Linked DNA regions of Arabidopsis thaliana: region 1 is linked to region 2. The links are chromatin contacts, called in public capture Hi-C maps. All regions are on one chromosome and are shown on one strand. The core of a region is the stretch at or near the end of the contact, and the rest is flanking DNA. Distances in the headings are between cores, read along the strand shown. Region 1 holds the start of AT1G58400 (Disease resistance protein (CC-NBS-LRR class) family). Region 2 holds the start of AT1G56500 (haloacid dehalogenase-like hydrolase family protein).

The links. Capture Hi-C pulls out chosen DNA fragments and counts their contacts.
Region 1: a contact with region 2 is called in a capture Hi-C map of seedling, with 2.4 times the contacts expected there. A contact is called at or near these places in 1 of 26 Hi-C or Micro-C datasets (vegetative nucleus) and 1 of 3 other capture datasets (seedling).

Annotation. Positions count from the first base shown.
Region 1 is chr1:21,698,367-21,701,066 of TAIR10.1, forward strand. It overlaps AT1G58400 (Disease resistance protein (CC-NBS-LRR class) family), which reads right to left and starts at 1,329. Exons shown (of 5, transcript NM_001333832.1): 1 at 1,187-1,329; 2 at 1-764. The coding sequence starts at 752.
Region 2 is chr1:21,158,371-21,161,070 of TAIR10.1, forward strand. It overlaps AT1G56500 (haloacid dehalogenase-like hydrolase family protein), which reads left to right and starts at 1,374. Exons shown (of 28, transcript NM_104525.3): 1 at 1,374-1,759; 2 at 1,838-1,938; 3 at 2,067-2,123; 4 at 2,202-2,296; 5 at 2,492-2,591. The coding sequence starts at 1,405.

The DNA.
Region 1 (2,700 bases), core at 79-2,578, 540 kb after region 2:
ATTTGCAAGATTTCATCTTTCGTTTCTCTAGAGGTTAGATTCTGCAAGATCATTTGCCATACATTTTTCCGAGTAAACTCTTGTGAGACACACACCCATGCGAGTCTATCAAACTGATGTTTAACATCCTCATGGTTAAAAACTTGTCTTGCAAGGGTGGTTTTACCAAGACCTCCCATCCCGGTTACCGAAACAATTTGAATGTCATCTTCCTCCACCAAATATCCAACCAGTTTCTTAACATTTACCTCCAACCCCACAAAGTCGCTTTCGTAACCCCTAGAAAACGTTTGTCGCATCTCCCTTTCTCTTTCTTGTAGTAGATGTGAAGACTGACTACCATCGGAAATCATCTGTTGTACTCCAAAACTATGCATGTCTTGAATCACCTTAGAGATCCTCTTACTTATGCCTCCAATATCGGACGCAAATTCCCAACGATGCACTTTAATGCAAGTTAGTTTTGTGATACGCCTGATGATGCCACTTCTTTTTCGGGCTGCTTCTTTGAGAATAAACGTTTCGATCATATTCTCCGTATCATAAACAATTTCTTTAATCTCTTCAACACAATGTCGCACCATCTGACTTGTATTTTTCTTGGCTTCTGCATCTTTCAAAAAGGACTTTAACAAGTTTAGATTACTTTTTAGTTCAGCTATTCGATCTTCAACTCCTTGAAATTGCTCGTATTCTTGGGTCAGTCGGTCCCAAAGCTTTTCTACTCCAAATGAAACAATTGCCTCGACCATAGTGGCTCCTGCCTAAGTAGTTTGAAAAATAATAATCAAGTTACGTACTATTCATATACAATATATATTCGCTAGAAGCAATTGGAGTTTCATATTTTGATTAAATCTTAAAAGCGTTTTCTGCCAAAAACAATAACTCTACAAATTGCTATTTTTGGTCTTTACTTCTAACTTAAAAGGGTTAATCTCACGAAATAAAAAATAATATACAACATAGAAGCAAGTGTTGGATTTTTCCTTTCCTCTTGCCATGTATTGAATTCTTGTTTATGGCATCCAACTTATAGAAGTCCAAACAAAACTAGATCTACAGTTTTGCCGTCAACTCCGAAGATAAAGAGACAGGTAGAGACATATTTCATCGGAAGCAAAGAAATTTGCCATGAACCACACAAAAACAAAAACAAAAAAGTAACAATGGAAAAGTGACTAACCTCTTGAAAGCGGCAAGGAAGACTCTCGTCGTCGCCTTTAGGAAGAAGGGAGAGGCTTGCTCTAGTTATTAATCTCACTTACTGTGAATAAGCGTTTGTTTACTCACTAAAATAATTGAAATAATATGGTGCTACAAAAAACTGTTAAAAATGTCATATTTTTAGTGTTATTTTTTATGCAATTTATTTCAACATTAATTTAAATCTGTTAATTGGTAATGATAATTAATTTAAGGATGTAATTTATTTGGTAAAGTCAACAAAGTTAGCCGCGAAAACAAAAAATTAATAAAAATTAAATGAATCCGCAAAAGATAGTATTTTAAATTATTCGAGATAAAATTGACGCATTTTTTGACAAATGAAGACTTCTTTTCTTTGACAAATTTTCCCAAAACAAATAAGGGTCCGTTCTTTTTTTTATATATTTCAATGGATACTGCAGAAGGAAAACGACAATTCTTACCCATGATAGGCTAATGAAAAACAAAACTATATAAAATCTATTATTTTTCAGCCAAGTGGTGGAAGTGCATGTATTTTAAGAGTCCCCATAGTTCTCTGCCTTTTATGGGTTTCGTTATAAAACAAAAATTGCCGACAAAAAAAAAAGAAAAAAAAAAAGAATCCCCATAGTTCAAGGTTTGACTGTCATGGCACCATGTACCTTACTTAGTCATATATTATTAAAAAAAAGTAACGTTATGTATATATCAAATGAACATCAACATACCAAAATTAATGAAGTTCAAAATTCTTCAGAAAATTAATATCTCTTTTTTGACCAGGAAGATCCTGAATATGCATGTAAAATTAACACCCTCGTAGCGAGAAGTACGTAAACATCTTCCAACCTGCAAAATAGTTCTTGTTTGACATACCAACACGACAATTTTTTCTGGTTGTTCTTGTAAGCACGAATGTGATATTCAAGGGATCATTATATCTGCTTGGGCTTTAGAGTTCCACTGAACAGCCAAACTCTACATGCTTTGATGTTTTCTTTGTAAAGAGTTTCAGCAGTAGAAAGAAGATGATGGCGCATGATGTTTACGAGTTCAGATCAATCGGTCTGATTGATCCTACGTTTCAGCCAGAACGGAATCCAGCAATTCACTATCTCAAGATTACAGATTCTTCGAGCGCTAACTTATTTGGAGATTTGCGGTCAATATATCTATCTCTAGCGATCACAACATGAACATTGCTCATATAAGCCTTAATTATATATTTTGTTGTATTAAACAAAGACTTAAACCGCTTAACTACTACTAAACCAGCATTGGCTCAATTAGTCTTTCGTTTTAATGCCCTTAACCAGTAACCAATTGAATCTGTTTTTTTTTGGTAGAGCCCAATTGAATCTGTTTTGAAAACAAGAAGTTAACAATTTATTAGAGATAGACAATAAAGAGTGTTCAATAGTTTTTTTTTGGTTTTGGTTAAAAAAGAGTGTTGAATAGTTCTAACAATAAATAAAGAAGAGTGTTGAATGTTTCATTTCCGCGTTAAGA
Region 2 (2,700 bases), core at 124-2,623:
ATGATCAGTACACAAGTATTTCGAGTGTCCAAAGTAATGTGCCAAAGGTCGGACAAATTTGAGCCCATAACGGTGATGGTCGAGGCGTTATAAGTTACAATAAATGAAATAATCTCTTTTGCGTATCTCTCGAATTTAAACTTCACTCACTTTACTCAAAATAATATCTACATGTCAACACTTTTTTTTACGGGAAATTTATATTTGGCCACTATTTTGACACTCGTATTTCATGGCTATCTATTATAGTCACATAATAGACATGAACAAAGGCTAATTAGCCACTTACAAGTTCGTGGATATTTGGCAAAAATTAGCCACTATGCACGAGTGTCAAAATGTGGCTATACTGACACGAAAAAACCACCGAAAAATTTGGGACATTTATATAAAATGATATTTTCCTGTGTGTTTACCGTAGCTTTTTCATCCTATAGCCACAAAATTTTCCATGATTATATTTGCCATGCTCATGCAAACCATAATTTATATCGTTTATATAGGACACCTCTTCTGGAGAGGTTAGATGTCAAACATAATTGTGATCACTAACAGTTGATCACAAACGCACATCACATTTATGTTAACGTTTTTCTTTTCCTTCAAATTGATTTCCTCTTTTATGTATTATGTTTTAGAGCATGTACATAGCTAAACTTTTTAGAGTATCAGTTGCCCATTTAATATTCTTAATTGGACCAAACACATAAAATTGGGATGAGCCGTATCAGTCTATGAGACTTCTGATATCCAGTATCCACTTACGTGGCATGCCGTGATTTAGTATTGGACATGTATCCCAAGCAGATCCGGCTCTGTGCATGTGCTGAGAGTGCCCAAGCACAAGGACAATCAAATTTTTTGGATTTTTTCCTTGGTAAAAAAGGCTCAATTTTAATTTTTTTTTATAAAATATATAGTAATATTAGGCCCAATTTATTTCTAGCTCTAGGTCTTCTAAAATTTTGAGCCGGGCCTGAATTCCCAAGTATGTCTCATCCTCAAAGAGATCACGATGCCAACCATGTAAAAATATGCCTAATGTGTCGCATGCAAACTTAACTTTCAGAATCCCCTAAGATAAAAAAATATTTCTAAGTTCGTGTGTCGTTGTTGTACGGAAAAACAAGTCTAACCTAAACGCATTGAGGATCGTGGCTAATCAATCAATCTAAGACAGTAATTAACGAGTCTTGACCAAATTTTGTCAAAGCTTTCATGTGACCATGTCTTTTGGTAGACCATCATCCTACACTAACAAACATACCGAAAATGCCCATGCACTGATAAAAAAACATGAGGGTAGTTTCGACCTTATGGATAATTAACACCCGCCACTAAAACTCACAAACAAATCAGTTCAAAACGATTCCTCGAGGAAAAAAAAAAAACCAAAGCAAAAAAATGGCTTTGAAACTCACTTCTCCGCCTTCAGTTTTCTCACAATCAAGGAGATTATCTTCTTCTTCGTTAATTCCGATAAGGTCAAAATCCACATTCACCGGATTTCGATCGAGAACCGGTGTTTATTTAAGCAAAACGACGGCGCTTCAGTCGTCTACAAAACTGAGTGTGGCGGCGGAGAGTCCTGCGGCGACAATTGCGACGGATGATTGGGGGAAAGTATCGGCGGTTCTGTTTGATATGGACGGTGTGCTTTGTAACAGTGAAGATCTTTCTAGACGCGCCGCCGTGGATGTTTTTACGGAGATGGGAGTTGAAGTCACTGTGGACGATTTCGTTCCTTTTATGGGAACAGGTAAATGCTTTGAAAATTTGGAAAATCAACTTGTTTATTGGTTGATTTCGTTAATTTCATTGGTTTGGCAATTAACAGGTGAAGCCAAGTTTTTAGGAGGTGTTGCTTCAGTCAAAGAAGTTAAAGGATTTGATCCAGATGCAGCTAAAGAGAGATTCTTTGAAATATATCTCGATAAGGTGATTCTTGATTAGAAAAACACTGTAGGAGGGAACTTGTTGATGTTATTGATAGAGAATGTGATTGATACTCGTGCTTTGTTGTGTTTTGATTTCGCGTATTTTCTTGTGCTTTACTTATTATATAGTATGCGAAGCCAGAATCTGGGATTGGATTTCCAGGAGCATTGGAGCTTGTTACTGAGGTGAGGAAAAATGAGGTTGTTGAACAATGATGGTTTTGAGGTTAGAGATTATGATTTGCTCTGGAACTTTTGAAACAGTGTAAGAACAAAGGCCTTAAAGTCGCTGTTGCATCTAGTGCTGACCGTATCAAAGTTGATGCGAATCTGAAAGCTGCTGGTTTGTCTTTGACCATGTAAGACTAAAACAATCTTTTATCTTTTGACTACTTCATTTCCTATTACACAAGTTTGAATTCTTTCATTGGTGTTATTGTATACCCCTTTCTGTGACATTATTCTGCTGTGTAATCTCTTTTAATATGTCATCGAGATTTTTATGCGCGTCCAGGTTCCATTTCTAAATACATGTTAGCGATGTTAACTTTCAGGTTTGATGCCATTGTTTCAGCAGATGCCTTTGAGAATTTGAAACCAGCTCCAGATATTTTCCTGGCTGCTGCAAAGATCTTAGGTGTGCCTACCAGCGAGGTAATAGTCAAAACTTCATGTAATATCGTATCGAGATGAGGCTTTATTGAAAGATTTTCACAAACCCACACCTTTTATGAAATCATACATGAAATAGAAAAATATCGAT